2 separate regions of the Gossypium hirsutum genome follow, and region 1 is linked to region 2. The links are chromatin contacts, called in public Hi-C maps. All regions are on one chromosome and are shown on one strand. The core of a region is the stretch at or near the end of the contact, and the rest is flanking DNA. Distances in the headings are between cores, read along the strand shown. Region 1 holds the start of LOC107909570 (50S ribosomal protein L15, chloroplastic). Region 2 holds the start of LOC107909575.

Evidence for each region. Hi-C and Micro-C count contacts between places; a contact is called where the count stands out from the background.
Region 1: a contact with region 2 is called in a Hi-C map of hypocotyl, with 2.4 times the contacts expected there. The contact joins the promoter of LOC107909570 here to the promoter of LOC107909575 in region 2. A contact is called at or near these places in 4 of 34 Hi-C or Micro-C datasets (hypocotyl and leaf).

Annotation. Positions count from the first base shown.
Region 1 is chrD02:63,509,498-63,516,329 of Gossypium_hirsutum_v2.1, reverse strand. It overlaps LOC107909570 (50S ribosomal protein L15, chloroplastic), which reads left to right and starts at 3,501. Exons shown (of 4, transcript XM_016837152.2): 1 at 3,501-3,717; 2 at 3,804-4,164. The coding sequence starts at 3,646.
Region 2 is chrD02:63,323,794-63,331,288 of Gossypium_hirsutum_v2.1, reverse strand. It overlaps LOC107909575, which reads left to right and starts at 1,283. Exons shown (of 4, transcript XM_016837158.2): 1 at 1,283-1,630; 2 at 2,096-2,328; 3 at 2,431-2,494; 4 at 2,939-3,605. The coding sequence starts at 2,150. The coding sequence ends at 3,235.

The DNA of each region.
Region 1 (6,832 bases), core at 2,252-4,751, 180 kb before region 2:
AAATAGAGGATTAGATAGCATCAATAATCGAAGACCAATGAATTTAAAACAAAGAGTATAAAAAAATATAAGGCAAAATAAAATGTAAACAAATTTGAAAATAATGAATTTGAAAATGAATAATAAGGGAAAAAGAGATTTGAAATCAACAATATACAAATCAATAAATAAATTATACACAGATCAACAAAATAAGAACAAACCACAGAAAATAAGAACGCAAGAGAGAGAGAAATTTGAGTGAATACTCTTAAGAATTATTATTACTCCCAACTCCTGTGTTTTACAATGAAGGGAGAGGCCTCTATTTATAGTTGAGCCTCCCCAAATCCAACGGTACAGATCAATTACATCAACGACTAAGATTAAAGGGTCTACAAATTAAATCTCTAAGATTACAAAATCACATCTTCTGAGATTGCATATCATATCTAAGATTGCATATATCATATCTAAGATTGCATATCCTTGAAGATTATGTTTCCATAAGCTTGTAGATGGACCTTCAACCTTTTCAAGTAGTGGGTCATTCCGATCGGGCCAAATTATATAATTTTGTACTGGACTTGGACTTTGTTTTATTATTTTGGGTTTATTATTTTTTTGTAAGCCCAGGCTAAATTGGCCTATTACAGCTGCCCCTCTTTACTCATTGTCGTGTAACGAGAATGGAGCAAAGACTATAAAAAGGCCAATTTTGCTCGGTCTTGCTAGGCTCTGACTTCTTTGAGTGCTCGTCTTCTTCAAGTAGCTTATTCCAGTCCACTGCCTCTTCAGAGGTATAGGAATTGATGCTTCGATCCACTCCACTGCAACGTCAGGGAGATAGGATTTGTGCCTTGTAGCTTCTTAAAAGAACAAAATTTGCTATCTTTAGTCTGCTCCATTGCAACTTCAGGAAGATAAGGCTTGTAGCTTCAACTTGTTCCACTGTAACTTTAAAAATAAGTCTGATGCGATCTGCTCTACTACAACTTTAGAGATATGAGATCCATCATTCTGATCCACTCCACTGCAACTTCAGGGAGATAGGATTGGTTTCTTCAATCTGTTCCACTGCAACCTCAGGGAGATAAGATTGGCTTATTCAATCTGCTCTATTGCAACCTCGGGGAGATGAGACTGGATGCGATTTGCTCTACTTCAATTTTAGAGAGATAAGATCTGTGGTTTTAACCCGCTCCACTGCAACTTCAGAGAGATAGGATTGGTTACTTCTGTCTTCGATCTACTTTGCTGCCAATACAGGAAAATAAGATCTGTTGTTTTCGATCTACTTCGCTATCAATACAAGAAGATGAGATCCGTTATCTTTGATCTACTTCGCTGCCAATACAGGAAGACAAGATCTGTTATCTTCGATCTACTTCGCTACCAATATAGGAAGACAAAATCTGCTACCTTCGATCTACTTCGCTGCCAATATAGGAAGACAAGATCTGCTACCTTCGATCTACTTCGCTGCTAATACAGGAAGACAAGATCTACTATCTTCGATCTACTTCGCTGCCAGTACAGGAAGACAAGATCTGCTATCTTCGATCTACTTCGCTGCCAGTACAGGAAGACCAAATCTGCTATCTTCGATCTACTTCGTTGCCAGTACAGGAAGACGAGATCTGCTATCTTCGATCTACTTCGCTACCAATATAGGAAGACAAGATCTGTTATCTTCGATCTACTTCGCTGCCAGTACAGGAAGACGAGATCTGCTATCTTCGATCTACTTCGCTACCAATATAGGAAGACAAGATCTGCTATCTTTGATCTACTTCGCTGCCAATACAGGAAGACAAGATCTATTTTCTTCAATCTACTTCGCTACCAATATAGGAAGATAAGATCTGCTATCTTTGATCTACTTCGCTACCTATATAGGAAGACAAGATCTGTTTTCTTCGATCTACTTCGCTGCTAGTATAGGAAATTTGTTATATGATGGCGTTTAAAAAAAATAAAAATAAAGAATAACGTATCATATTTGAAGGATATTAAAATATCTGATCACCGAAGAAATTTAAAATTAAAGAATAAAGATTTTGAATTACTATTAAGTTTAAGGTTAAGGTTAATATATATTTTGTGTTTTAAATTTTACCATTTGTAGTTAGTTGGTAGCTGTTTTATTTTTTTTGAAAACTTAGTTGATGTTTGGATTTATATTCCGTCAATTAGGTTTGTACTTTCACCCTAAAACTGTTAGTTTGTACTAACTTGATACTAATAGTTAATCCGAAGATGATATATGACAACTTCTTAATATGTTACGTGGCAAACATAATTAATTTTTTTTAAAAAATTTAAAATATATAAATTAATAAAAAATATAATTTTTTTTCACATCCAGATGTGTTTTAAGTAATTTTATTTTATTTTATAAAATTTCAGTTTTTAGATTATTGTTGTTTTAGAAAATATATAATTTTTTAAATCAATGAAAATATAAAAAAAATATACTATTAAAAATATATAGAAAGCCTATAATATTTTTAAAATTTTATAATACAATTTATAAATTTATAAAAATAAAAAATATAAAAAAGGAAAATAACTAAAAAATTATAAAATCATAAAGAAATATAAAGATTTATATTTTTATTAATTTATATATTTTAAAATTTTATACTTTTAATTTCAAAATAATAATATAAATAACCCGATATTGTAAAAAAAACTAAAATGATATAAACTTGCTAAAACCTTTTGAAATTTTAAAAAAAAAAGATTAGACTCATTTAAAAATTGTGAAAGTTATCAATGCGTATGCAGAACTCGGAATCCAAAATCAGACTCCAAGGAATGAACCAAATCATTAAAACCAAAAAGGCTACCCTTGATTAAAGCTTGTGGTTTCTCCTGGATTTCAGAATTAGAAGTCGGATTGGAAAAAAAAAAGAAATTGGAATCCTTGAAGGGGTCAATTTTGATGCTACCTTGGAGTGCCAATTTCCAGAACATGAAACAAAATTGGAGAAGAAACAAGACACAATGGATTTGGAATTGTAAAGCAAATTGGATGGATTTGAAGAGCGAATTGGATGAAATCCTTCAACTACGGCTGCTTAAGCTTCAAGCCTTGATTAAATTTTTTAAAAATTGATTAAGAAGATGGGTGAATTAGATGGAAATGCAATTGAGCATACTTAAATTATGATGTTGAAAGATTTTAACACCAATCTTAAAAAACATAATAAAATAAATAAACTAAATAGACAAACACATATAACTATTCCCATTCATATTCCCACTATAACAAATATATATAATTTTCCATTGCTTAAGGATAGTAGCCAACACACTCACACTAACCCTTATGTGAATATTAGGCTCCAAAGTTAGGTTGACCTCGAATATGACTTGAGAATAATTATTTTTAAATAATAAAATGAGTTGGATCAGGCTGAAAAATTTAGCCCAAGTCCATCCAAATCACACCCAGCCCATGAAGGCAGTAGGGGCGGCTGTGTTTGGATTAAAACATAGATTTACAAAACTGTCCTTAAAAACTAAAAAAAATTCCCTCTCCTCCAGTAAAGATTACACACATCTTATCCGTTTCCCCAAACATCACAGTGTGAAGCATTTGAGCATTAAAATCATACATGACATAGATTTCTACATTTCATCTTCAACATCTTCACTGCAATGGCAGCCATGCTCTCACTCTCTCCAAATCCTCCCATCACAACTTTACCCTCTCTTCGTTCCACTTTCAAGGTTCTTCTTCTTTCCCTCTCTCTTTTATTTTATGTTCCACATCGGATTGCTTACTTGAATTCCCCCTCCGCCCCTATTTGTTGCAGGGAAATCTGAGGAATTTACAACCAAACCCTTTTCACATTATTCGTATCAGGACCAAGCAGCAAGGGGTAGAGGCACAAAAGGGGACACGGTCTTTAGTGGTTGTGAACCAAGCAGCAACAACCCAAGTGTCGGTTACAGCTTCTAATGTGAGGTTTCGGTTGGACAACCTGGGACCTCAGCCTGGGTCAAGAAAGAAAGGGAAGAGAAAGGGGAGAGGAATATCGGCTGGACAAGGTGGGAGCTGTGGGTTTGGAATGAGGGGTCAGAAATCACGTTCTGGCCCAGGTGTTAGAAAGGGATTTGAGGGTGGCCAAATGCCACTCTATAGGCGTATCCCCAAATTGAGAGGAATTGCCGGAGGTAATCTTTATTTATTTATTTTTACTTCAAATGCTTTATTATGGAATTATGGTTTCTGGGTTAGAATTCCTGGGATAATGGAGCTGGTGCTGGGGTGTTTATAAGTAAAATCATTTTCTTCATCCCATTTATGGTAGGGAGTATAAAAGGCTTGTCTTAGGGAGAAAATATAAATATATAAATGTGCGCATGTCAAGTGTTTATAGAAGATATTCCCAATGTAACTGAATAGCTGAAATACTAAACCAGTTTTACTGAAATTTATCAACACCTCTAGTATTTTATTAAAACTTCGCTTACCCATAGTAGTGCCCCTCCCAAGCTACCAAAATTATCCATTGTGTTGAAGGAGAAAATCAGAGGATGATTTTACAAGGTAGAGATTCTGATGCTGATAATGCTTTAGAGGAGGTTGAAGGATTTTCCTTGCTCATATTGTTAGGATTTTCTTTTTTCTTCTTTTGTGAATTTATTTTGAAGCTTAGTTGTAGTATCCGTTACTATGGAGCTCTTGTTTGTCATATGGTTAGTCTTAAGGCCCCAAAAGCTTTGTTCACATTTGCATTTGTGTTACAAAAGCCTAACCATCTTGTAAAATATTTTGAGATCAAATTGAATGAATCTAGTAAATAGCAAGGTAATGATTGCCATTATTGCCTCACTTGAGAATTTGAAGAACATAAGAGAACTTAATATGCTAAATGGAACTAATTATTTAAGATAAAAATGAAGCCTTTTATTATGGTTAACAGTTTCACTGTGAAATATTGCTTTAGGGTTATTCCTACCCAAGTTTGCATAGAACCGCTTATAGTGACAAGATTCATTTTGAAGTAAATAGTGACTCACAGTGTACCCCTTCATTTTCCCAGATATAAAAGGTTTAGATGAAAACTCATCTATTTGTTTAAATGAGTTAGCTCAAGTATATTGATCAAACAAGAGGAGGATGGACTTTGTTCTAAAACAAATTAGTATGTTTTTTAGAAAAGCAAGAGTATTTGCAAAATACTTGGTTTTGAAAATCAAGTTAGTAAGCAACAAAAATAAAAGAGTTGAGAGAGAAAAAGTCTGTCACTTTGAAACAATGACGAATTCCAAGCAAACAATATGCTTCTATTTCATATGTGGGAAGTAGTTTAAGAGTTACCATTGGTGGTGAGATCATGTGATGATTGGCAGATTGATCAGTTTGAGTGGAATACTGTGGTCTTGTGCCCTTGGAGGGGATAAGCCTTTTGGCTCTTCAAAGACATCAGCAAAAGAATCCAATAGTGGCCGTAGCTGAGGTGAAGTGCTTATTTCTAGATAGTCACTACTAAGCAAGTAAGGTTGTCCAAGTACCTTGGGGTCTTTTTCCACCAACTTTTGTAGCTTGCTATCCAGAATAATTTTCAGTTGGCCCTCTTGTTGTCCCCTTAAGAGTGATTTGCTGACCATCTTTTTGAAAAGAGAGAGTCATGGTTTTGAAATCAAACATGAGTGGTCTGTATGTCCTCATCCAATCTACTCGAAGCACCATGTCACTCCCTCCCAGAGGTAAGACTCTCATATCATATTGAAAGTGGTGTCCTTGCATACTCCATTGTAGTTGCTTACATTTAGCTAGACTGTATAATATCTTTCCATTAGCAACTGTAAGTGATAAAGGCTTGCTTTATTGAACCTCTACACCTTCCTTAGCCCATTTGGGAGTCACAAAGCTATGAGTGCTCCCACAGACCACCAAAATACTCACTGGTTTACCTTTGATGCTGCCTTGAACTCTAAGTAGGTTATGCCCTGTGTTGCCAGTCAAAGCATTCATAGAGATCTCCTGCTCCTTCTCATTGTATTTTTGTTCCTTAATCTCTTCACTTCTTGTTCCTCCAATGAGTCATTCTTAGCTTCCATTTCTTCTGTTAAAGTCTCATTAACAGTCAATGAATTAGACTGTTTGGTTTTGCAACACTGCCCAGGGTGAAATTTCTCTCCACATTCAAAGCAAAGGTTCAAGGCGCTCCTTTGGTCTATAAGATTTTGTTTGTTTAGGTTTTGATTCTGTATAGGGATATTTTGTGGGGTTTGGGATGATACGGAGGTGGTATTTTTCTGGTTTGGCAAGGAAAAGGTCTGAAAGCTGCATTCAAGGTGGTAGGTTCATTTGCCTTAGTTCTAGGCTTTAGATCCTCTCTTAACCCACTGATAAAGCTGGAAATGAAGTAGCTTTCTGATAAAGGGGGGTTATGTTGCAGCATATGAGGCCAAAGTTCCTCAAATTTCTCTTGGTACTCCTCAACTGTGGATTTTTGGGATAATTTGTTGAACTCCTCAATGATGTCAGACCAGATTTTGTCACAAAACCTTTGACGTAAATCAATCACAAACTCTGACCTAGTCACTACATTTTTTTTCCATTATATACCCATCAAACCAAATCTCAGCTTTGCCCACAAGGTACATTGAGGCTAGTTGTAATTTTTGAAGCACAGCAATAGCAAATATTGTGAAATATATTTGACATTTTTTTACCCATCCTCTAGGATTATGACCATCAAATTGAGGTAACTCTATTTCTGGCCTAGGAGAGAAGCCACCTAACCCCAGATTTTCAGTAGGTTCAGTAGAATGTTGCTCTCTCAACTTAGTTTGGGGGGTATCAAACAGGAGTTGGGTTTGATTGCTACTA
Region 2 (7,495 bases), core at 34-2,533:
TATATGAATGTAACTATATTATTATCATACATTTTTATATTATTTCACTAGTAGTATTATTATTATAAATATTATTAATCGAATATTTTCTTATTTATTTCATTATTTTTTTACTTATTATATTATTGTCATTTCATTTTATTATTTATGTTGTTTATTTTGTCAATGTCATAATTTTGTCATCATCGTGTCTTGTCAATATTGCTACATATGTTCATCTTTTTTTTTTGCACAAACGCATAAGAAATAATTTAAAACCGAGACAATATTCTTTATTTGAGAAATTCGAGAGGTTGTGCTCCCAACTTACAAAGTATGATTTTCTCCTTAAACCTAAGTAATTGAATATCTTATCTAAAATGGACAAACATAGGATTCAAGTAATAATCAAATGACGATTATTCTTGTTGTCGAGGATTCGAGATATTGTGTCCTAACTTACGGGGCGTGATCTTTTCTTTTCGATTAACTCAAAATAAAGCTTTTTTTTCCACAAAGTTTAATTTAATTAGCGATATTTTAATCAAGTAACATCATGCAAAGAGTGATCGTATTATAAATTCTTTTTGAATTTTTAATTTTCGACATCAAGACATTAAGTAATCAACTAGGTACGAATTTTGGGCGTTATAAGTGTGCTAACCCTTCCTCATACGTAACCGACTTCTGAACCCATTTCTTGAAATTTTTAGACAAAAAATTATCTTTTTAATAAATCTAACATTTTATAACCAAGTTTTGAGGTGATCCAATCACACCTAAATAAAAAGGATTGGTGGCGAATCCATTTTCGTTTTAAAATAAAAAGTCGACATCCAAAAAAGGGGTTTCGACAAATAAAATATGGTATAATTTTAAAAATAATATTTTTAAATAAAAATATAAATAAATATTGAATAAAAAGCTTAATAGAGTTGAGAGAGTTTGAGAGAAGGATGTGAATGAAAAAAATAAAATTTGGGGGTATTTATAGGTTAAAAAAATTACCATTGAGATTTTAAATTCTTTTACCGTTTAGCAAAGCAACAGTAAAAAAGTCATTACATTTTACCGTTAAAAAAAAATGCCTCAAGTTGACAAGCTTTCTTACAATCTTAGGGGGACTCGCTTTCACTTTCTATTTCCTAAAAATGATTTATTTTCCTAATTAAATTTTAAAACGATTTAAAATTCAAATTAAAAAAAAAAAAGAAGAGCTTATTCAGCTAATTTAGTAAAAACTCCTCCATAATTGTATTACCAAGTTATAACCCATATAATCTAATAAATATATGTTTATATTCTCTCTCTTTCTATTCATAGCTGTGATGTTGCCAACGAAAAAAGAAAAAAGAAAAAAACTGTGATGTTGCCCAATTGCAATACGACTTTCCTTTTTATTATATTTCTTCAATTTTTTTGTGATTCTCTTGTCTCTTCCCCATACCTTCCCCCTTCTCTCTCTCTCCAATAAATCACACTGGACCTCTCCTTTACCATCCTCCTTTCTTCTCTCGCCTATTTTCTCGACTCCATTTCTTTTTTCTTTTCTTTTTTTTCATTTTCATAATTTTTTTTCTATGGTGCTCGGTTTATATTTACCTCCTACTCCCAAGTGTTTCTCAAATTACCTGTACAGTTTAAAGTTAAGGTATTACTCTCCTCTCTTTCTTTCTTTCTATCTTTCATGCTTGCTTTCTTTCTATCAGCTCTTCTCTTCGCCTCAGATTTTGTTTTCTTTAGAAGCGACGGCTCTTTTTTTTTTTTTAAATTTCACCATTTTTCAGCTCTTCAAACAGCGCCTTTGTTTAGATTTCCTTTATTTCTTCCTCGATCTGAACCATATCCTTAGCTAAATCTAATTTTAGAAAATTAGAGCTTAATTTTTTTTCTTTTTTACATTACTGGTCTAAGCTTGGTAGATCTGTAAGGAAATCAAATACGCACTTTTTTTATAAAAAAAATCACCTTTTATTTAAACCAGATCTATTTAATTTTTGTTTTGAGTAGATCTGTTGCTTTAGAACTTTTCTAAAATAGTTGTGGAATTTCAATACAGTAATTTTTGCTTTATATTTCAAGACTGTTTAATTAAGCATCTGTTTATGTTAAATAGGGGAATTAATTGTTAATATTAGGAAAGAAAAAGAAAAGCGCCAGAGGAAAAAAGATGCAGTGTGGGATCCAACAAAGCGAAATTGGAAGCTGCTCTGACGAGATGCGGAGCTCCATTTCGGTTTCGGTTACGGATCGGAAAGAGACCATGGTCTGCCCGAAACCACGTCGTTTGGGTCTTTTAAACACCCCCTTCAACGACCACCCTGTTAGGTCCCTGAGATGGCAACTCAGGTAATTTTCTATTCTTTTTATGCCCTTCGATTATCTCTCTCCCTTCTATTTGTTTTTTAATAAATAGATCTAAGAAATAGCAGTTTGTTCTACGTTTTTCAGCCATCAAGTGGAGCTTTGTGATTCAAAAGAGGAGAGTGATGCTTTGGATTTTATTCTTACAAAGGTATACTTTGTTCTCATAATTTATTTATTTTTTAAAAAGAATTAAAACATATTTACAAGTTGCTATTTCTAAATGGTTTTGTTTTAAGGCACAATAAATTATTCTATAAATTATAAAATAAGAAAACCTATTTTTGGTCCCATAAACAATGCGGCATTTCGGTGCAACACCCATTGGGGTTCTTTTAAAAATTTAACCCTTGTTTCGTGTACGAGAAAAACTATTGTGGAATTGAGTATATAGAAAAATAGAATTTGGGTTCATTAAGTTACTTGTTTTAGTATGTTGTTTCATATTTAAAAAAAAAAGGATTATTATTTTATTCATGGTGGAATTTTTAAATTTTGTGAGATTAAAAACTTAAAATTTAGAAGTTAGAGCATGTGTCCCATTTTTTAAGTTAAAAAGGTATATGATATGATTATTGGTTTTGAAACTGAACAGGGTGGATGTGGAGTGGAACAAGGTTGTACACAAGTAGCGTTGTCGCCCCCATTTTTTTGTGGGTCGCCGCCGAGCAGAGTATCTAACCCGTTAATACAGGATGCTCGATTTGGGGAGCAGAAGATTATGTCATCGGTGCCACCTTCATCGGGCTTGTACTCATCTTCTCCCTCGTCGTCATCGAGGAAAGGAAGCTATGTTAGGGCGAATTTTGGTAGCAAACCAGCGGTGAGAGTGGAGGGGTTTGATTGCCTCGACAGGGATCGTCAGAATTGTAGCATCTCTGCACTGGCGTAGACCCCATTGCAATCCTGAAAACAGTAAATAGATAAGCCTAAAAAAGGTGCTTAAATATATATCACGTTTAAAATAGAGTAGCAAAAAATGACAGGAGCCCTTTGTCATTGTGTAAATATGTTTGGTAGGGTTCCTGATCTCTATGTAAATGATGGTGTCTTGTAAGTACAGGAGTTTTCTTGGTCAACAAAAATAAGGCTTAGGTGTAGCGTAAGACGCTACGAGCTGCAGATGATGGGAATTAATCTTTGTGGGAAATCATCTTTTCCTACTAGTTTTGGTTTTTATGGGTCGTTGAAGTTTTGATGAGCGGCTTATGGAGAGAAATGTGTACAAATTCAAGTTGGTAATTGAGCTAAATTTCAGTAGACATCAAAATGTGTATAAATCATTTTGGGTTCTGTTTTGTTTGTTTTGAGTTTCATTATCTTCCTTTCGGTTTAATTGGGATCCATAAAAACAACATGCATCATACATGTGGTGATGTCTGCTTAGGGGTGACGCGAATATGGGTGCAAGGTGGGTGCTTGAGAGTGCTGCTACCCAATTGCTTCTTGTCAGTTCTTTCTAAAAAGTGGCACCAAGCTTGCAACTTACAGTTTTATCCTATCTCGACGTGATTAACGATGATTGCATTTTATTTGTTTAAACTATTATATATATATATAAGTTTTTGTTATAATAAACTTTGTATTTTATTTTCTACTCAACAAGTGTCGGGGAGAAAAATGTGAAAGATGGTTGATTCGAAATCAGAAGATATTTCCTCCGTCCTTTAATCTGATCTTCCTTCTGCTTTTGGCAAGCAAACATCATAGCAAGTAAGTACTGGGAATGGCTGGGGCTTTCGCTTTTTTTTCCTCTCCTACACGCTGCACATGCACCTGAACATCAATATATATATATATATATATATATATATATATTCCGTATGCAAGATAAATTTCATCTGAACTAAACAATTTTGTTTGATTTATCTTAGATCAAATTTGATATAACTCTCGTAAATAATTCGATTTCATCTTAGACAAATTTTAAATGATTTATAATTTAATAATTCAAAAGTTTAACAATAAATTATTAAAATTAAATCAATTCATCTTTAAACTGCAACAACTTGAATGCATAATTATTCGACTTTGAATACAATTAATTTGATAGAATATCGCATGAAATCCATCAATACCCGAAGCCTTGAGAGGCGCCATGTTGAAAAGGGCACTTTGAACTTCCTCCAAGTTGACAGTAGTCACGAGACCCAAATTGTCCTCTTCATCAACCCATCGAAAGAGACCACACAACGGGAAAGTCTCTAGGGAAGGATTCTCCACCACATATAGTTGTGAAAATAAGTCAACAACAATTCTCTTTAGAGATTCATCTTCATAACATCAGTTACCATCCTCCAAACAAAGTCCTTCAATTTGGTTTATACGTTTTCTGGCCATCGTACGACTATAAAGTACCTCGTATTATGGTCTCCATTTATAAGCCATTCCCTTTGCGACTTTTGCTTCCAAAAGACCTTTTATTGATCAAGAATCACTTCCAACTACTTCTGAAGAAACAATTCCTGTTGGCGTAAGTACTGAGAATCCCATCGATCAAGTTTCCATTGAAGACGTTTTAATTTTACCATTGTTTCCTTTTTTTCGACGAAAGATATTTCGGAAAACATCCCTATTCCATTGCTTTAGTGAGTCACTGAACTCACTAATTTGCTAATAAGATCACCTTCCTTCAACTACTAAGTAAGAATAAATCCCCGACATCCCATATGAGACATTTGTTGGATTAAAATCCTCAATTATGGTCACATATGTATAATGTATAATGTTATTATAAAGTGTGATACAAAATTAAGTGACCAATTACGTTATAAGTGTCATAAGTATTAAAGTTTCATGGAAATAATATGTAGATACCATAAGTTGTATAATTTGATGATGGGTCAAATTATAAATACTCAAAACTGATTTAATAATAAGTTATTTTAAAATGAGGTAGTGATTCCCAAGAAATAGATATATATCTTATATTTCTTTTCTATCCCCATAAGAGAGAATTATATAAAGAGAAAAACAATGGATTCAGGTATACTTTTGCATTCAGTTTTGTTCTTGATTTATTTTTTATGACCTAACATGACAGATCTTAGTTTGTTAAGTTTTATATCAAAGTTTTACGGTTCTAACAACATCCAACTAGCAAGAAAGTGAAACGGATTGTCACCTCTTTTCTTCTTGATTGCATCTAAGGAGATCATCAATGGTCAATGATCAGATTTAAGCCAGTGAAGATGACGCACTGAACTTAACGGCATAAGGGATTCGACCTATATAAACAATGACATAGTAAAAAGTGAAGAGGAATAAACATAAATATTTTACGTGGAAAACCCTCAAAGAGGGAAAAATCACGAGCAAATAAGGTATCAACTTTTCATTAAATGAGTAAACAAACGAGAGTACAAAACGGAGAAAATAAACTAAATGTACTAAACGTATAAACCCAAACCCTGAATACTAAGCTCAAAATCTCAAAGAGCAAACCGGTAAACAAAACATTAAAACTCATAGAGCACTCACAAAAAGAATATAAAATACTCTTCATAATTACCATAAAACTCCCACCAAAACTCATTGGCGACTACATCTTGTCGCCTTCAAGAAAAGCCCTAGCTAATTAGCATATGAAAATAGGGATATAATGACCCATTTAAATAAGTTTATATTACATTTCTAATCATACTAAAATATCTCTGGAATAATAAGAGTCCAACTTGGAGAAGCAGTCTTACTTGTCTAAAACATGGTTGCCAAATAAGAGAACAAGTCGTGACGTGGCATATCGCCTTGTTGCAACGTCGTCTCTGCTTTGTCGTTTCAACGCTATCATGTCATCCCGACATCCCGATGCTCCTTGTTATGACGTTAAGCCTATTTTGGGCCTTCTTTAGTTGCTTGTCAAAACATATTCCTAAGTGCCTGTAAAATGTCTGATAAAAGCGAGGCACACCCCACAAATCTCTACCTTGGCTCATATTTATCACGCTTCCTTTTCCATGCCTTGTCATGGGCCAAACTCGAATTTCACAGAATACCAAACAAGGTCAAACAGTGCTCGAACTTGTGAAGTGAAAGACTCCTAGTCTTCAAACCAAAGTTGTATAATGCAACAAGGGTCAGTAACACCCAAACAGGAGAAAGAACATCAACTCTCTCTGTAAGAGTATGCCCAAAGATCATTCATGAGATGGTTGTAATAACATACTTGATTTACCATGTTTATTAATATAAGGCGTTGCCATTATTATTTCAGTTTCTTTTCTGTGTGTATAAATAAACTGTATTATAATAATGTCCTGAGAATAATATGATTGTTCTTAAAAGATCCTTAGTCAAGTATTATTGTTGACTAGGACAACAATAATGCATTAAGACTAACATGTAGTTGATTGATGATAAAGAGTTGTCATTGATATGGAGTGTCAAAATCAATGCATGAATATGTGTGTTAGAGAACAATATATTGGACTGACCCGCTATGAGTATGTTTCTTGGATTATTATATAATTGTCACAACATTACTCATAGTGATTAATATGTATATGATCATTAGACTTGAGATCATTATTATCCTAACATCGTGAGTTGCATATTTTGATACAGTAAAACGTACACCGCAACTGGTTGTTCTATAAAGGCTGGTGTTGTATATACCACAACCTATGTTGAGGGATATGGTTGATCAATATAGAATAAGTCCCTCTTACATAATGGGAGTAATATCTTAGGCCACTTGATTGAGTGGGACTAGAAATGCATGGCCATGCTCGAATAAGTTGATATGAGATGTCATACTTATTTATATAACATAGTTTACTCAAGATATCAAGGAACATGGGATGGACTATGCAAGTGTGACTATTCCATGACTTGTGTCCATTCCAGAGATAAAGGACTTAAGGATTAATGCATGAAAGGTTAATCACATAAAGGTTATGTCGAATCATAACTTCTTGTAACTTAGGTAGCAATGATCCATTGCTAGATGTCACTCATTGTTTGTAACATTAGAATCGTTCTAGTATTACTGCTAACGTTACAAGAACCTACAGGGTCACACCCTATGGTTGAAATGAATGGAATAAAACATAGTTGGTATTGTGTTTGGTTCTCACATCAATTAAATTAATTACAATCAAATATCGAACATATTATATGTACAAGGATGTTGTACACATAATGAGAACATAGT